Regions from separate parts of the Mus musculus genome. Here region 2 is linked to region 1. Evidence: chromatin contacts called from public Micro-C data. All regions are on one chromosome and are shown on one strand. The core of a region is the stretch at or near the end of the contact, and the rest is flanking DNA. Distances in the headings are between cores, read along the strand shown. Region 1 holds the start of 9530026F06Rik (RIKEN cDNA 9530026F06 gene). Region 2 overlaps Pard3b (par-3 family cell polarity regulator beta).

Evidence for each region. A called contact is a pair of places that touch in the nucleus more often than the background predicts.
Region 2: a contact with region 1 is called in a Micro-C map of stem cell-derived neural progenitor cells, with 4 times the contacts expected there. The contact joins the enhancer-like site here to the promoter of 9530026F06Rik in region 1. A contact is called at or near these places in 1 of 15 datasets of contacts at CTCF or cohesin (stem cell-derived epiblast-like cells), 28 of 484 Hi-C or Micro-C datasets (the AML12 cell line, the N1E-115 cell line, Sertoli cells and 17 more) and 3 of 115 datasets of contacts at active chromatin or transcription factors (embryonic basal ganglia, embryonic forebrain and neural progenitor cells).

The regions. Positions count from the first base shown.
Region 1 is chr1:61,375,016-61,381,329 of GRCm38.p6, forward strand. It overlaps 9530026F06Rik (RIKEN cDNA 9530026F06 gene), which reads left to right and starts at 3,417. Exons shown (of 5, transcript NR_040483.1): 1 at 3,417-3,541; 2 at 3,995-4,153; 3 at 4,981-5,214.
Region 2 is chr1:61,911,412-61,917,537 of GRCm38.p6, forward strand. All of the region lies in intron 2 of Pard3b (par-3 family cell polarity regulator beta), which reads left to right. Among named protein-coding and RNA genes, the nearest start is that of Pard3bos1, 49 kb to the left of the region's middle. Within about 2 kb of position 1,745, at least 21 of the 459 cell types and tissues checked have an H3K27ac peak or open chromatin away from gene starts, as enhancers often do. A contact at or near this core is called in cerebellum, embryonic forebrain, neural progenitor cells and 1 more, where this site is marked.

The sequences.
Region 1 (6,314 bases), core at 2,167-4,666:
AAGATTTTAAAATGCACAACGCCTGTAAACAGGCCATTCTCCATATATGTCTCTGCCAATTATTTTTCAGTGCCAGTGATTGAACCAGGGCCTCATGAGATGAATAAGCACTCTACAGCTGAACTACATCCACAGTCCTTGTTTGTTTGTTTGTTTGTTTGTTTGTTTGTTTAAAACAATATCTTAGTTGTGTAGACAAGGCTGGCCTACCATCATGATTCTTCTGCCTCCACAACTTGAATGCTGGGACTGTAAGCATGTACCACTATGACCAGCTCTGTCTCCTTTACCAAGAGCCTGTCCATGTCTCTAGCATTCCTCTAGTATCAGAAAGTCCACAGACAAGATGTCAACAAGATGTAAAGTAGAGGAGCAGGGCTGGAGAGATGGCTCAGCGGTTAAGAGCACTGACTGCTCTTCCAAAGGTCCTGAGTTCAAGCCCCAGCAACCACATGGTGGCTCACAACCATCTGTAATGGGATCTGATGCCCCTCTTCTGGTGTGTCTGAAGACAGCTGCAGTGTAGTCATAGACATGAAATAAATTTTAAAAAGAAAAAGAAAAGTATGGAGGGGCATAAATCGAATACCAAGAATGGATTTTTAGTGGTTTGAGGGACAGCCATGGAAGGTTCATAGATGACACTGACTAAGAAATGTGTGGTCTAAAGTGACCTATCTGTGCTACCCTTCAGTCTCATCTCTGGAGAGCCCTGAAAAAGAAGGAATCCTGTACACAGGATCACCTAGAATTCAGGCACATGAGCCATGCTGGGTTAGATAGTTTCTAGCCTCACCGTCTGCTCCATCACCATCTCAGCTAGGACCCCAGGAAGGGATCAAAGATTAGGAAGGTCACAAGTTGACTCTATCAACAACTTCCCAGGCAAAGGAATTCTGACACCAAGAGACCAAGAACAGTGGGGTTTGGTGGTGTTCTTTCTAAAGGAGTGACAGAAGGAAATTAGAAGTAGCAGGAAGGATGCTTAGGAGACTAGCAGATGGAGTCAGAATGAGCATGGGGACAGAGGCATTGCTTTCTCTTTACTCCAGAGCCAAGACAAAGATCCCATGACAGACAGCAACACACCTACACACACACACACTCACTCACACACACACACACACACACACACGCACACACGCACGCACGCACGCACGCAGACAGACAGACAGACAGACAGACAGACAGATAGAGATATAATGACAAAACATTATATTTCCTGGCACATATGTATAGCAACATTGCAACCTGTATATTATTGAATGTTTATTTCTCACACGGAGCAGCTGAGGTTTTCATCTAAGTCAAAGAGATGGGAAATTAGATCTGTACCTATGGGAGTGCTGACAGGAGCCCAAAGTGACACAGAGCAAAGCAAGGCTGAGGTCGTGCTGGGGTTAGTTTTCGGTATTGGCTTTGTGTACAGTTGGTAATGCTCCAAGGAGGCTTAGAGTGAGGCCAGGAACACACAGACAAAGTCAACAAAACCACTAAACTTTAAAATGATTCGATAAGGAGCAAAACAGAAAGGAAGAAAAAGTCAAAGCAGCCCATTGGATGACATGAAAAATAGGGCGGGGCGTGGGGGGCATGAGGGGTGGAGCATGAGGGAGTGGTATATCATAGGGTGAGGATTGGGAGTCACCAAGACACAAATACCCTTAGTTTCTGCTCCAAGGCAAGTTCACACCTCCTGGGAGCCAAAAGAAACTCCCAGGAAGCCCTGAGGGACATCTGAGAGATGATGATAGATGGTCACAGATATTAATTGGAATGTCACTCCCTTAAGAGCAGGGGTTTGGGTGTGAAAACTCTGTTCAGTACAAAGTAGCCTCTCAAACTCCATTTGTTGAACAAATCCCCTCAGCTGATAACGTCACCCAGTCATCCCTTAGCAGAGTAAGCTTTGGACACACTGTGAGACACGGATGTGTACTGTTCAAATTAATCTTCATTCTAGACTCACTGTTAATATCTTCATTTCTAACATTTGAGGGAATTAAACCCAAGTATTAGATATTAGATTCTGCCTCACAGATTCTAGTAAATTCCAACAATACTGCAAATTATTATTGCTTCATGCACACAGTGGCTTGGTGCTAGTTTTAAAGCTGGGCAGGCAGTCAGAGCTTTTATGTTGAGCCAGGGGCAAGCCGAGGGATTGCTCTCGGTTTTTTGTTTTGGTCTGTTTTTTTATTTTTTTTTTTTGGTTTGGCTTTCAGCGTGATGACAGAAAGGACCCGCTAGGGGGCAGTGTGTGCACAGGTTTCAGCCAAGCAAGCCCAGCGGTTTATGGCCGCTCAGGTAATCCTGAAGGCAACAGGGAGATCCAAGAGTCTTGAGAAACAAAATTCACTATATGAAGTTATTCTTTAGGTGGAGCAGAATAAAGCAGCCCGAAAAGACTGCACAGGAGAAGAAAAGCTAGTGACACAGCAAAAAACTGGGGGATGGTTATTTTAAAGGTTTCACCGCACCGGAGCGCTTACGGCTTGATACAGGAATTATTCGGTATTCTCCTTAATGATTGCTAAAGGGCTTTTAATATTTTTATTTATTACCTTTGACATTTCATGTTTCTGAAATCCATGCAGAGCCGTGATTCATTTTTCTTGTCTATTGTAGGTAGCAGTTAGAATTCAATTAAAGTTAACCACTTTTAATTGGGCAATGATAGCTGATGTTGCATTATTGAGTGCTTCAATGTTCTGAGGGGTTTACTTACATTTTCTTTTCTTCGCTAATGCTCCTGGATAAGGAGACTTTTATTAGTTGTATTTATTCCCACTGGAGATGTGGAGAGATGGTGTTGATACTCACTCCAACATCCCAAGCCTCAAGGTCTAGACCAGAAGCCATTTCTCTTAACTATTTTGCCGTTTTCCCCTAGAGTGCACAGCTTCTCACACCTCTTGTTAAAATGTAGATGCTGATTCATGGATGTGGGTGGAGACTGAGAGTCTGCAACGTAGGCCAGTTTGCAGGTGACTGCAGTGCTGCTGCGTTTTCCATGGGCCTCATTTTTAAAAAGTGAGCACCTGTGTCGAGGTGAAAGGTGCAGGCGTATACAGATGTGCATGATCTAATCCCTACACTCAGATACAGATGTGCATGATCTAATCCCTACACTCAGACAGCCTGTGAGTAGGAGAGATGAAGAAGGCACATGTCCAGGACCACAGAGTAACAAACAGAACAATTCCATTGATATGAGAACAGGACTTGCTGACAGGGGGTGAAATGGACCCCAAAGCTTTGAAGGGTGCCTGCGGAATGAGCAAGACCTAACTCACAAAGCATGACCAGCAAGCCTAGTGCAGACACGGGTCTTGCAAGGGTTGTTCAAAAGGACAGGGAACTGAAGGAGGGAGGGGCGAGGAAGGGAGGTCGGAATGCAAGTCACTCCTGGAATTAAGAAACACTGTCTAGAGGACGCTCAGAATGGACAGCACCCAGCTGCTCAGGAAACCTCAGTGCGGGGTGAGATGAACCAGGAAATAGATGGCGGTAGAGGCGGTGTTGACAGAGCACAGAGGAGGTAATCTGAATAAAAAGAACCTGTTTAACCCAAGTTCTGGGATAGGACAGTACCATGCACACTAGAGGAAGAGTGCCTAGACCTGTTTTCCCATCTGTCCATAGAGAAGCTATGCTGCAGCCATGGTTCAGAGCAATGCGGCTCTCTCTCCATCGTAACATATCATGAGTGCCGCAGCAGAGGAGACTCCAACTCCGAATTCTGTTTTCATTAGGGCTGGGCTGGAGCTAGGAATTTATGTCTATCTTCTCATGTTTATTTGGTTGATAGGTATGCGCAGGCAACACTGAGATCTATCACTCGGGAGCCACGGTTCTCAAGTGAGCAGCCTCGACCGACCGGGAGGCAGCTTTAGCATCGGTGGGAACTGATGGGAAATGCAAATCTTGGTCGGGTTCCCAGACTCATAGAGTCAGAAACTCAGGGTGAGGCTCAGAATCTCTGTTTTAACAGACCCTTTGGTGATTCTCAGGCAAGTCCAAGTTTGAGCACTGGTGTATTCTCAGGCCTTCCAACTCCAAGTGTGGTCTAGCTTGGGACTTATTACATTAGCAGAGTCTGGGACCCGGCACCTCGCAGCTACTGAATCAGAAGCGCGGGTCAAGAGACCAGGTGAGGAACGTGTGTGTTAAGGTAGGGAAGCACACTGAATCCCAGGGAGGACAATTTAAGGTTCTAGAGTGGGAATATAACATCATGGCAAGAAAACGTGGAAGACAGAGTTTGAGCCGGAGAGAAGGACATGGACCCAAACGCATATAAATCATCTTGGTCCTGCAGGACTTACTAAAAGAAACCCCACAGAGGAAGTCTGCTTGTTAGCATCACTCCCCAGACCTTCCTCCCGAATGCTTCCCTTCTAGACCCCAACAGAGAGCTGCCAGGCCTGGGGTGGAAGTCTGCATTGCAGAGCGCAGGGCTCCCTTAGTAGTGGACTTCTGCCAGCCATCGATCCAAGATTAAGATCTCCCTCTGCAATACAACTGCACTCAGGCCCCGGCTCCAGCTTGTAGAATATTTTTGATAATAAGAAAGCCTAAATGAAGCATCCCTTCAAAGGCCTTCACCATTAATTTGGCACAAGGAAAAAAGCCAGCACATTAGAGCAGGTTTTCCAGTCACCCTGCCTGTGTTGTAGAACCTCTGAATAGACATCCATAATGAAATTACTCAGAATGGAATTCATTACCTGACTTAAGATTTATTGCTTTTTAACTAGAAATATAAGGCTCCGCACACTCTGCTCCCGGAGTTGGCTGTGCGAACGGTCCATTCCTTCTCTCCAGTTTGAGTTCGGGGGAAACCCAGCAGAGGAAATGCTAATCGGGTGCAGGGGTTGTGGGCAGAAGAATGGGCTGAACAATGCGGCTTCATTAGGACTGGCACATTGGAACCCCAGGACTCTGGTGCTCAGTTCTGCTTCCACAATCTCACCACAGGGACCACGGGCCAGTCACCTCCCAACTAGCATAATTGGAAAGACTCTAAGAGGCCCCGAAGTGCTGAAGTGCTGTAAATTGGCAGCGTTCGGTTCTGATGAACATTAAAGGGAGTGCGTGGTTAATTCCTCCGCTCATGCTGATCCCACAGTCTTCCCACTGGGGGCTTTTGGCTTGGAGCATCGTGGCGCCATTTGTTCTGCCTGGATTCTCCACCAGGCCTGAGACCTCAAGGTGAGTTAATAGGCTCGGCTTCTCCACACTTTATTTTAATCTGTATTTACCATCATCATAGTTATTTTAACAAACCCCGGGTGCAAGGCACGCCATAGAGCACTGCACAATGCAGATAAGAGCAGCCCGGCCCAGGCCCCGTGGCGGAGGCCAGCAGCTATGGTTGAAAGGTGCTTGACAGCATCCTGTCTTACAATCCAACCCAAGATGCTCCTGGTCCCCTAAGGCCTGACCTTCTGCTAGATGTCTTTTTGGGTCTTCACCTCTCTGCAGTTCCTGGGCCATCTCCTCTGGATTGGCAGGAGAGTGATGTCAACCGCTGGAGCCACTGCCCATGGTGCTCAATCCCGTCCCCGTTTTCTCCTCAGTGACTCTCCTTCTGGCACTCGGGCACACAGTGTAAAAATATGGCTGATGGTGGCTCTCTACGAGATAATAATCTTAAACAGACGTTGCTTGCATGGATAATAGGATAAAGTAAAACAGGATGGGCAAATTGATAATTGCAGATTAGGAGGAAGTATAATTAGCAAACCATACAAAAGCCAAAATCAGGGGGTAATAAGCACGATGCATCAGGACTGTGAGGAATGAGTTTTAAGTCTTTAGTCCCCCGAACCTAATCACTCCTTTACTTGTGACAGACATGTATCTGAAGTGGCAGATGCATATCTGAAATGGCGTACTGTGTTTGCTTGTGACCAAAGATTCTACATTGTCAAGCCAAAGGAACTATTGTGACAGATATTTTTTGTTGTTGTTCCATAACTTTAGGAACTAACAGGGGGGAATGCCATCATGGCTATAATATCACCCTGGACAATTGTGGGACACGCCACCAGCCAGAATCTTGTGATTATTTTAATTTGTATGTAAAACTTGTCAGATAGCCAGACATGTTTTCAAAAATGCAAACTAATGGCCATCATTGTCTGATGCTCCCAGGACAAGTATGACAATGACAGTGTGTTATGAAAGGCCACATTGGCACTATCAGAATAATGAGACAGTCGCTCGGGCTGCCTGGGAATTTCAGCTATAGCTTTGGAAATTTGGGTTGTCACTTGGATAACACTACAAGAGATCTGAAGTCAGCTGTT
Region 2 (6,126 bases), core at 495-2,994, 530 kb after region 1:
TCTGCAATAGTCTTTCTCTTGCAAAAAGAAGCATCCCTTATGAGTGGCAGAGCTCCATTGGTCAGCCTGAGTCTGTGCAGGAGCCACAGGACTGGAGTTATCTTCAGAATACAGGCTGGTACATGCAGTTCATTAAGAACTTGCTTAGTTCTAAAATTCACTGAGTTGTAATCAAAACATTTCACTTACCTTTTACATTCCTTTACTTATTCGCATACCCCTTTGTGCATGCGTTAGTATAGGCATACGTACCAAGGCACAAGTGTGGAGGTCAGAGAGAAACTTGTGAGAGGGGTTTCCTCCTATTTTATGGGTCCCAGAGATTGCACTGAGGTTGCCAGTCTTGGAGGAAAGGACTAAGCCATCTCACTAGCCATTTGATATAAAATTGTATGTGTGACTCAATTACTGTTCTTAAATGAATTATTTTGTAAATGATATATTTTGAGGCAAAAAAAAGTGACACTAAAGAACAAGGCTTAATAGGTGCATTCTTTTTATTCAAGTAGGCAAAATAGAAATAATGACAACAATTGTGTAAATGTACTTAGTGCTATTCCTCTACCAAGTGTATACTGTTCCATTGTGAATAGAAATCTGGAACATGAATGTTAGAAGCTTTTGATTATATATGTTTTAGAGTCAGAATACATGGTACATTTTTAGGAACTGATGGAAAAAACTATATGTTCCTGGGTCAAGATGTGCGGTTTACAAAGCTAACCAATGTAAAAGAATTGCATAGAGAAATACATTGAGAGTCTTCTCCACCCATATAAAGATCACATCCGCCTTTGGAGAAAATTACCAAGAGAATGGGATATGGCTAGATGCTGCTGCTTAAAATGAGAATGTTTTCTAGCGTTTGGGAAGTGCAGTCAATTGTTCTGTGTGAACTTGATTCTACACATTCAGTTAAATGCTAATTTAATTTTGATACTGGGATAGCAAAGGCTTTCACAATTCCTGGTACTTGCCTATCCTGGGATTTCTGATGAGTGATTGGGAATAAGGGGCCTCCCCTCCAGGCTGGCAGTGATGGAGACATAGAGTAAATCCCAGTAATCAGTACTCTAGAAAGACAAAAGCCGGAGCATAATCCCACCGAAAAGCCTGGCACTCCTTTGCTTTAAGGAATTTCCTGGTGGCCTTAGGGAGACATTAATGGAACTCTTAGGCTTAACCTCCCTAGGAGACTCTTCTGTAGCCCTGTTGATGCTACTTTAAAATCAGGAATTTTAAGTAGATTACGATGAAGAACAGTGCAGAACAGCATAAAGTTAAATTATACTGTTAATAACACTCAACTGAATTAGTAATTTCTGCCAGAAGTTAGCTTTTAAAATAACCCGGACTCACTTAAGAAATAAGGATTGTTTTCTCTCCTTTTCTTGTTTACCTGAAAAATAATTCATTATAATTGAGACTACCATATAAAACCAAAAAGGAAACACAGGTCTACAAACATGTCATTAACAATTGGTTGTATTACCATTCTCTAGCTACCATTTTCTAATAGGAAAGAACAAATAAAGGCAGTTTGCAGTCCTTAGAGCCAGTCTTGCTAGAGACCAGTGTTGAGGCCGATGACCAAGATTAGTTATATGGAAAGGGGCTGTTGTGAGTGTTCTCATCTCTGCTCCCATAAAAGAGCCCTTTAAACAGCACACAGGCAGCATGTCCTGGGCTAGCCACAGAGAGGCTGGCAGATGGCCCTCAGGATAGAGGCTGCTGGCAGATGGCATAGATTATTTGAGCAACAAAGACACTTTGGCTACCAATGTAAAGCCTTGGAAAGAAAGAAGACAACTTCTCTAGCACTGCCAGCTTGTATTCAGAAAATGTTTTGGCAGAATGGAGACCTATGAAAAGAGTCTCAATTGTTAACTACAAGGAAAGAGGCAAGATGTCGTTAAGTTTCTTACGTGTGCTCCTGGAGGTGTGATTGGAATCTGCTGTGTAAAAGGCCCTGAGAGATCATGTATCAGTCCTCTGGCTGGACTGTTTGCACACTTTTGTTTTGTCTTTTGTAATTGAAAGGATACAACTTCAAAGCTTTATTTTAAAAAGTGTTCTACATTTCTTGATTTACAATGTAAAAAACAAACAAGCAAACAAACAAAGAAACCAACACTGTATTCATGGCTGAGTTTCCCTGGCATCATATACTCTGATAGCTTTACGTTGTGGGGATGAGATGTGGTACGGTGTCTTTCCTTGGTGTTCAGCATGCTACCGTGCTATACAATGAAGTGAGGTTTTGTAATGTGATGCTGAGATTTTTACTGGCAAAAGGTGCATATATGGAACTCACTAAATCCTGTGAGCCTATAGCCACCATTGTGAGTGTTCTATTTGGTTTCTTTAGCCCATGATGCTGCTTTAACAATGAACCTTTATTTTCTAATGATTCTGTGGGTTCAAGGTGACTACAAATTTTTATTCAATGCCCATGTGCTCCTCATATATTTCCCTCAAATGTTTCCTTGTTAGATGATTTGTTTCTAAACTTAACTAATTAATTTAGTTTTTACCTACAGGTAGTGCTAGAAACTAGAATTTATAAAGTTGTTCAGAAATAACACATCAAGAACAGTGTTATCAAAAATAAATCAAGATGTTAAAATGATATTTAAAGTAGATATACCTTATAAAAATCAATGCTATGTATACTTTATTTTTGTATGTATGTATCTATGTATGCATCTATTTATGCATGTATGCATGTAGCTGTACATACATGAAGTGCCTATGGAGGCTAGAAAAAGGCCTCATATTCCCCATGCATGTGAGACTCCATGTTGGAGCTTCGAACTGAAGCAGCAGGTGATCTTACACCTTCTCCATCTCTCCAGCCCCTAATTCAATATATCCTTAATAATTATTTTCCTCTAGTTTATTGAACTTGATATTTTTGGTATCCCCGAAAACTCAGAGATTTTCAGATGTAAGTGAAAATTCGATTAGATTGGTAAGTGAAATATATTCAGAATAGTATCACTGTAATTGCCTCTGAGCCATCAAAATCACCATTATATTGATTATTTAGCTTCAGGAATATCTTTTCTTCGAGTGTCTCTAGTCCTACGTTACATGTGTTTCTTTCAGTTTGAGTGATCCAGGCCTTCTTAAACTAGTGAACATTAGAGTCATCTGACTAGGGTTCGACACCAACAGGTTCAAGATGGCAGGAAAAGCAGAGATAACAGTCAAAAGGGACCCACAAAAACCAGGGGGGATGGCACTTTAAGAGGAAAATGAATCCAACAGAAAATAATTGTGACATTCAACTTTTTCTTTGGGCTAGAAAGAGAGTGGTTAATAAGTGCAGAGACCTGGGGTGGGTCCCTACACCCACATCAGACAGCTCACAACTGTAGATACAGTTCTGAGCACCCAACACCCTCTTTAACCTCTGTGGGCACTGCAATCATGTGCATTTATCTACACACAGGCCCACATAGCTAAAATAATATCTTAAACAAATGCTTAGAGAACAAATGTTAATGTTGTCCTTTTTCTTAGAAGAGTATTTTGAGACCTTCAGATGGGCCAGTTTTACAGTGGATAATCACTCGGACCTATTTAGAGATCTTCAGGTCATGTTATATTATTACATACAATACCTAAATAATATGATTGGCTTTTTTATATCAATAATTTGCTGAAGTTGTACATTGTAGTTGTAATCCTTGTTTATCCTGTGGCCTCATGGTCCCCCTCTGATTTTCTCTCCCAGAGATTCTATTCTCGGGAACACTTGATCTCTAAGACAGGCAGCTCTCATTCTGTCTAAGCCTGTGGCAGCTCACATTGCTTTGTCAGCTTGAACCTTGTATTTTTTTCACCTGTCAGAGAGAGACACAGAGTTGACTTTTAATGTCTCTCATTAATCTATAAAGATTTTCTTGATACTCCATGTGTTTGTTAGGAGTTAGCTTGTTTGAAAACTCTGGTTTATTATGCATTTCCTGTTTTATTTCACTTGTGTGTCCTGTGGGAGCTGCTTCAGCCAGGTGCTTCTACACAGTGGAAAGTGCATCAACGCTGATTTCTGTTGTTCTTTCGTTTTTCTTTTTGTCTAAATTCACAGTTCCTTTCCTTCTATTCCTAAGAACCTCTTCTGGGAATATTATTTATTTATTTATATTAGATATTTTCTTTATTTACATTTCAAACAGTATCCCCTTTCCTCATTTCCCTTCCAGAAAACTGCTATCCTACCCCCCACTCCAGCTTCCCTGACCTGGCATTCCTCTACCCTGGGGCATAGAGCCCTCACAGGACCAAGGGCCTCCCCTCCCATTGAGGATATTCTTATCTGTGCTAGTGATCACAGCTCTCCTTCATTGCCCCCGTTTTTGCTTTTGCCATATTCTTCTTTTACCATTGAGACCAGGTTTAAACCAGTTTGCCATGCAGCGAGAGACACAGGGTTTTATTCTATCAGTGAATTTTCAGTGCAGATATCTCCAGCCATACCCAACTCCCAGGGCCATCGCTCTCAACACCCCATCCTCTATGACCTTTCTCTCTGGGTAAAATTTGTTTTTCTTCCACAGGACCATGATGTCCCTGCTTGCATCAAAGGGCCTTTGGATGTACAAAGATTTCACTCTCATTATCAAACAATAGTTGGTATGAACTGGCGTTTCTATCTGTTTTCCCATAGAAGCAGAGTTTAACATTGTCAGTTATAGGATCTAATATATTTGGCATGTGAATTCAATACACTTTCCTAGCCTATTAAGAATCTGTAAGTGATCAGTACTTATACTTAAAATTATTCCTCTGAAAATATGAACCATAGTTCCTAGTAACTGATCTGTAAATTATTCACAGCTTTGAGAAAAGCTTTTGGCTATACATCTAGAAAGGTATAGCTCACAGGAATAGGCATATAGACATTCATAGAATTTGTAGTTCCTTGAAGACAAGGTTTTAGCATGTAACCCAAGAAGAATAATCCTTTATCAGCCACTAGCTTTTCCCATGTGCACAGCTTTTCAAATTAAGCAAAACCTTTTCATATCAGGTCTACTAAAAGTGCAAAACTCAATTTTATGAAAATTGAAGCCAAACATGGTTTTATTATTCTAAGTCTTGTCACTCCCCACTGTTTACAGCACCAAATAAATATTAAGTCGAAGATTCCAACTTGTGTTGTCACCTGCTTTTTGATTTTCCATGGGTTCTTCCTTTCATCTTGAAAGTGTTTCATTGTGGGAATTATCTGATAGCAAATGGTTTGTTGTTCTCTTGCTATGCCTGTATTTCCCATATCTGGCGATCACTTTCAACTTCTGACTTGGCTTCTGCATGTAGCATTGGACCCTCCATCCTTCCTTCTCTGCCCCAAGCCTTGACACGAATCTTTTGGTGGAAGTCAGAGATAGATTTATGCTGTGCCCCATTTTGTGGCTTCATGGTTAAACACTGTAGTTAGATCTGTTGGTTTAGATGAAAATATAAAGATCTTCCTGAGACTAGAAAGGTCTCAGATGATACTGTCCTACAGACTGCTGTAATATATCTTGAGCCAGGACCCCTTGTGACCCAGTATGCTTCCCCTTCCTGCCTTTACTTCTAGAACACCTAAAGTTTTTTTCCTGTCATGGAACTTATATCCTGACTGTTTCTTCTTTCTTTAGGGCTCTCTGACAGTATGTTCTCTTGGAAGCCACCACTTTCTGAGTTAAAGTACAAAGTCCTTCTTTCTATTCAAAGAAGTCTTTCCTGGCCATCCTGCCTAATGTAGTTCTAATAGCAGAGTCATGACATTCTTCATCATGTACCTATCTCCTTATCTTCTTCATATTTGTTTGTTATCATTTCAACTAATTATATCTCTTTCAGTTTGTAAGGTCTGTCTCTCACTGTTGAATGTAAACTCTAAAATGGGAGAATTATTTGGTTCCCACCCAATCCTTGGTACTAACAAGAGAGTACAGTGTATGGACATTATAGCCTCTAATAGTAAAGTAAGTGAGCAGGGCACAGTAACACCCACATTTAATCCCAGCACTTAGAAGGCAGAGGCAGGCTGATCTCTGTAAGTTGCAGGCCAGGCAAGGCTCCAGAGTGAGACTAGGTCCCAAGAACAGATAAACAAGCAAAAATCAAATC